2 separate regions of the Gossypium arboreum genome follow, and region 1 is linked to region 2. A link is a contact called in public Hi-C data. All regions are on one chromosome and are shown on one strand. Each heading gives the region's core, a stretch centred on a gene start, on an enhancer-like site or on the middle of the called end of the contact. The rest is flanking DNA. Distances are from core to core; before and after follow the strand shown. Region 1 holds the start of LOC108469968 (histone H1-like). Region 2 holds the start of LOC108470110 (E3 ubiquitin protein ligase DRIP2-like).

Region 1 (3,215 bases), core at 619-3,118, 230 kb before region 2:
AATAACCACGTTTATAAGCATCAAGGCTCGACCACAACTCCACTCAACACAATCCAATAATTAGGTGAAGCTTTTAGGTTAGAAACCAAAATCGAAATAAAAATGCAGCAACTCATATTCCAAATAAATGCAGCTTTATAATTGCTTAAAAACTAGGCAAACTTGATAGTCACAACTTAAACCACGCATGATGAATTTGATCAGCCGTGCCAGTTACATCATTGTTCCACTTAATTATACGCATTTCAAAATTTTAGGATCAACAAATCCGTAAAAAACCTTAACCTTGGCTCCAGTTTTGAAGCAGTAGCTGCACAGAAGCTAAATTCTTCAGAGCATTCCGCGCAACCTCTTTCTAACAGGCCACCGTTTCTTTGAATCTATTCCACCAAGCAACCCTATAAATACAAACCCTGGGCTTCTTAGTTTGCAATCTATTCCCTGGTGGGCAATGCATAAAGAACGAGCAGAACAATAGAACTCAGATAACATGATAAAATATCAGGGAGCTCTGATTTCATCTCATAATCCATTCAACTGAAAAATTACATCTAAAATCTGCTTTTAAACTAAGGAATATAAAAATTTAGCGTCAATCAACAACAACAAAAAAAACAACCCCTCGAAGAAAAGTTCAAGAACAGATAAGATCCGATGTCATATTTTCCTGGGTACGGACCCAAATACACCAACTAAACTTCACTCGAATTTACAAAACTACCCCTACGTTGACCACCCTCTCTTCTCTCATTTCTTTCCCCTCCTCGACGTGGCTTTCTTCGCCGGTGACTTGACACTTTTCGGCTTTACACTCTTCGCCGGAGCTTTTTTAGCCGCAGGAGCCTTCTTCGCAGCAGGCTTGGGAGCAGCAGCTCTCTTTCCGGGGGACGTCCTAGTTGAAGTCCTCGAAGCCTTAACCGGCTTGTCCTTAGGCTTGGCTGCAGCTTTTGGCTTTGTAGCTGCAGTAGTCTTCGGCTTCACAGAAGCCACTGCCTTAGTCTTGGCTGGAGCAGCCTTCGCCTTAGAAGTAGCCTTTGGCTTAGCCGCCGGCTTACTCTTGGCCTTCGAAGTAGTTTTTGTCTTGGCCTTCGCTTTAGGAGTAGCTTTTGTACTCTTCCCTTCCTTAGGCTTTGAGGCAGGCTTAGACTTCGACTTAGTAGTAGCCGTTTTCTTTTTTGCAGGAGCAGAAGCAGCAGTAGCCGTCTTCGAAGATCTAGCCGATGGAAGTTTATACGAAGCCTTAACTTTAACCAACTTCCCAGCAGCCACAAGCTTCTTCAAATGGACAAGAAGAAGCTTCTTGAAATTCCCAGGAAGATTCTTCTGTTTCTCTTCAATGAACTTAGCAATGGCGTACTGACTTGAACCTGTCCTCTCTTTCAAAGTAACGATCGCATCTTTGATCATCTGTAACAAACCAATCGAGTATCAATACGCGATCAGACCCAGAATAGCAAAAAAAACAAAAAATAAAAAACAAATAACAGTATATTTTGTGAATCATGAAGTACCTCTTCGTAAGGTGGATGAGTAGGAGCAGCCCGTGGTTTCCGAGGAGCTGCAGCTTTCTTGGTTTTGGGTTCTTTGGTTTTCTTTGCTCTGCCAGATTTTGAAGTAGCTTTGGTCTCAGCAGTCTTGTCCTCCTCCGTCTCCGGTGCGGGGTCTGCCACGACTGCCGGCTCCTCGGTTGCCATTTGCTAGACGATGTAGACGAGAGGAATCCGGGATTAGGATTAGGGTTTCAGGAAAAATTGGGGAATCGGAAATAAGATGAAAGGGGAATTTTGGATCTAATCTCAAAGCGAAGATGTACTGGTAATTTCGTTGTGGGAGGAAGGTGACGGGAATGAAGGGATTTAAATAGTCAAATGTGAGAAAGACGGTATCCATAAGATGAATTTTGATTGGTGGAGACAACTATCACGCGGATCCCTGTCTGTCTTAAGTTTAAATACGGATCGTTAGATAAGGCGATATCTACGGTTGAAGATTAAGGGGCGCAAGGGAATGGGTGGGGAGGAATGAGGAAGAATTGATGTTTTGAGCATTTTAGGTGTGCTTTTGGTCTCGATTGGTTTGACCATGACTTAAGTTATAGCTTATAATTTTTTTTGAAATTTTTTCCATTGTTAAGTTTATTATATAAGCTTTCTAATGAATATTTTTACATATTTTTTGGACAATTCATTTGTAAGATATTTGATTTTGAAGCTACATTGGTCAAAACCATGGTTTACCATGATGTTATTGTGGTTTAGGAGGAATTTAAGAAAATGCTTGTTATGAATCCAAAATTTTTGCATCTTATTTGATAATAGATTAACAAAGGAAACTAATGCTTCAAGAATCATGAAATTTGGTTAAGAATTGGATGGAAATTTTTCACTTCAAATGTTGTTGAAGTTGAACATGTCCTTTTGGCATGTGTGACAATACACATATCATTCAATTCATGGCAAATCAAAAATTGGAACCATATTTAATCCAAAACAAAACTTGATTTGTTATGTTGTATGTCACATTATTCATTACATTTGTTAACCTTAAACATAAAATGTGACTCAAACAAAAATTGTATATCCATTAATTAAGGTAGCAATATAAATCTTTCTTTTATAACATGTGAACATTTGCTTAGCATGTATGCTCTATTACTATTGTCTAATTACAAATTTCCTATACTCAAATATTCATTCCAATCATCTTATTCTATGATTATAAATTCAAAGTTCTTACTACACCACATCATATCTCATCAAAATAACCTATAGAATGCTTGGGTTTCTCAAAAACATTACATCTAAGCATATTTATTAATTTGGAGCAAAATCTTCTCTATGTAAAACTTATATGTAAGTTATGCATTAACTTCTCCACCTAAATGAAACATGTTAATGTTGATCTAAAGCCATATATATATATATATATATATATGTAAGCCCATTATAAGTATAATCAAATCAATTAATTATATAGCAAGAGCATTAGAAGAATTAAGTTAATTTATCATCTAATTTTTGTTACAATGATTAGTATCTTTGATGTTGAACCTTTAACCTTAGAAAATTGAAAATGTTTGTTCAAGTATAAAAACATAATAAGTAAACATCTTCTAAGACTTGTTTGATGTTAATCTTGGAGGATTAAAAATCTTTTGTTTAAGAACATCCTCAAAGCCATGCTTGATGTTCTCATGTAGAATTTTCAATGGATTT
Region 2 (3,345 bases), core at 149-2,648:
ATATTGGACCCTATAAAATACTTATGTAGGATTCAATGTACCTGTCTTTTATTCTGAGTGAATTTATTTAGCGTTTCAGGTGAGCTTGCACTCTCCTTGTGGTCCTCCACAGAGTCTCTCTCTCTTTTAACGGGCTTCTCTACTGAAAAACTGGAACCTCGTAGAGAACCAGCCTTTCTGGCAACAGCTTTTGTTCTCCTTCCGGTCATGGTAGTTTGTGTTGATACTTTGGGGGCATTAACCACCAATGAAGATAGTGATCTCTCCTTTCTTCTAGTTGGCATTGTAATTGGAGGCAGAACTTCAGGTGGCTTTGCTTTTCTTCCTTTAAGAGGGAAGATTTTGGCCCTCACATCTTGCAAATTATGGTCTGGCCTGATTCAAAAGCAGAGATGCATCTCAGTACACATTAAATTCTCCAAAATTTTGATTAACCAACATAATGCATCCATGCAGAGGGTCTACCAGGAAATTCAAAAGCTGTATGCAAAAACATGAATCCACCCAGAATATGGTCTTTTTATTTCCTCTTCAACATATCTCACCTTGCTTTTGGAATTGAGAGACTTGCAATCCAGAAATTGGCTACTTACATTTGCATAACACTGGCAGATGCTGGCAAGACACTTCATTTGAAATTGGCTAATTACATGTACTCATATCACTCAAAAAAGGAAAGGGGGGGGGGGGGGGGGAGGTTTGACCAAGAAACCTCAAGAAATGGAAAAGAGTTTAGGCAATATTGGTTGCCTGTAAAGACATTTTCCTATTGTCTCTAAGAACTTAACAATGAAGTCCACTAAGACTCATTAAACCCTCCAAAATTTCATTCCATGCCTTTAAATCTGAACTTTATAGAACCACTGGCGTGTAGAAGCCACTGTCAAACTTCAAAATAATGGAATGACTCCTAATTCTAAATGATCAATGATCCCAAGGCATAAAGAAGAAATCAGTAACATTTCAGTAACAGCTTGAATAAATCCTTTGGACCATTTGACAAGACTAACAGTTAAAACTAGAACTGATCACTTTACACGTTAAAAAAAAAAATTGGTCATGAAGGAAGCAATTAACATATTAGTGTTGACAAATACATGATAGACAGAAGGAATAAGGCTACCTTAATTTCTCCAGCGGAACAGAACCCAAATCAATGTTGCATATTGGACAGCATTCTAAATCTTCATCTTCTATCTTATCATATATGCACTTTCTGCAAACTACATAAAACTTGAAACACAAATCAATCATATATTTCTATTTATTGATTCAACAATCTTGCAAGGCACACTGAAACATAGATCACACGCAAGTGAAGTAATTAAAGCAACAGAAACACTTGTGTAACTTGCATAATAAGTTGGTTCCGTTTCAAAAACAGAAAAAATCATCTTAAAGTTCGAATCTTGTTATGGGCTTGCAAAACAAATAAGGAAGCTCCCATCTTGGAAAAGACCTTGAATTGAAAGTAAAGTATAGGATGGGAATAAGCCTTAGCTTAATGTAGAAAATAGTAACTGTGCGCAATAAATTTTGGGGCTTTACTAACAATTGCTGTAAGAGAGCTCTTTAATGTTATTGTTAGTTAATATACTATTCATAGTAATAGCATCATAACAATTTTATGCATTATTTATAATATATTATTATATTTAGTAACCTTAAAACTGTCTTAGGAAATCATTAGCAAAATCCTAGATTTTTAAATAAAACAATTCATAATATTACACCGATTTTGCTATTCTACCAGGATGCCTTAACATCAACTAAAAAACAGGTATAGCAATGAAACATTAAGCGAAGAAGTCAACATTGAAGATATAAAACCAAGAAAAACCCAGATAAGAAACGGAGAAAACAAGAGTAACCCACTTTAGAAGAGGAGCGGAGAGCAAAGAAACAACAGAAAATTTGAATAATTAAGAACAAAAGAACTTAGGAAAGGGGAGAGAGACTCACACGTGTGAAGGCATTCGGATATGGTGGTGGCATCTTTAACAAGCTTATTGCAAAGGGGGCAAGTCATGCATGCCGCAACCGCTTCTCTCCTCACTTTGACTACTTGATTCGCCATCTCTCTCTCTATCTCTCTTTTTTCTTTTACACTGCACCTTCTCTGTTTCTTTTTTTTTTTTTTTTTTGAATCGCAATAATTAATTTAACACAACATAACCCCCCTTTGCACGTATCTCTGTCTCATTGCATGTCAACGAGGAGCAAAAAGGCAAAGGAAAATTTACGTGCATATATTCATAAAAACCTGCATTAAAACCCGTGACGGAAATACTAAGGAGAAGAAGGGTTATAAACAGAGAGGTGGATAAGAAACGGGAAAGAAAAACAAAGGGAAGAGAATTGGCTGCGTAACTAAGCAGAGGTGGAGAGTGTTTTTTGATCTGAAAAAGGAAAGGAGAAAGGGATTGAGAGATTTAAGGAAAAAGGGAAATTTGTTAAATGGGATGAGACAACGGTGAAGTTTAACGTGGATTTTTTCCAACGGAGAAGAAGAGGAAAAAAAAAAACCACAACGATGATCTGAATCTAACACTAACATAACAAAACAACAGAAATAGAATTTCGGTCTTTTTATGTACTACTTTTTTTTTTCCTCCTCCCCTTTTTTTCTTTTTTTATTATATTTATGCTGAGGGCGGAGAAGGCTTTTAGGCCTTTAGATGCCATATACGGCGTCGTTCTATTGGGCATTAAATATTAACCTACTTCATTTATCTCTCTTATAGCTATAAGCTTATTAAACTTTTTCTTACATGCTCCTATTTTAATTATTTCTAGTTAATTACATTATTGATTTAGTGATAAGTTAATTTGTATGAGTTTTAAGTTAATTGTTATGAAATTTTGTGCGAAATTCTAATTTAAAAATAAAGTTTTTAATATTTTATTTTTATCTATAAAATTTAAATTTGAAATTTTACAATTTTTTTAATACCAAAAGCTTCACCACGTGTTAATCTATGAAAAAAAAAGGAAGCTTGAGATTTTTTGGTTTTTTTTTTGGGTTTACATAAAAGACGAAGTCGAGAATTTAAAAGAAATCATGTTTGGGTAATGTTTGAGTATTTTTATGTTTCCAGCCTTAATTTAGGGTTAATTAGTTTTTGAATTGTACAATAGAATAATATTTTTGTGCCAACTTCACTCCATGCGCTTTAGTTTTCCATAATATTTAATTTTCGTGTATTTTCAAGTTTCTTACAACTTGCAAGCTTATTTTAATTCAATCTTTAATTAGTAATTCCCTGTCTATTTTCTAGATTTTTCTTCTTATATATAAGCAACCACCACATTTTATATTTATTATGCTGATAATATTAATGTATA

Evidence for each region. A called contact is a pair of places that touch in the nucleus more often than the background predicts.
Region 1: a Hi-C map of leaf shows a contact between it and region 2, with 4 times the contacts expected there. The contact joins the promoter of LOC108469968 here to the promoter of LOC108470110 in region 2. A contact is called at or near these places in 2 of 5 Hi-C or Micro-C datasets (both in leaf).

What each region holds. Positions count from the first base shown.
Region 1 is chr8:131,413,629-131,416,843 of ASM2569848v2, reverse strand. It overlaps LOC108469968 (histone H1-like), which reads right to left and starts at 1,868. Exons shown (of 2, transcript XM_017771110.2): 1 at 1,512-1,868; 2 at 492-1,407. The coding sequence starts at 1,694. The coding sequence ends at 748.
Region 2 is chr8:131,182,192-131,185,536 of ASM2569848v2, reverse strand. LOC108470110 (E3 ubiquitin protein ligase DRIP2-like) reads right to left here and starts at 1,398. Exons shown (of 6, transcript XM_053031930.1): 1 at 1,124-1,398; 2 at 42-375. The coding sequence starts at 1,254. LOC108470112 (magnesium transporter MRS2-2-like) reads right to left here. Exons shown (of 12, transcript XR_008287196.1): 12 at 2,123-2,263.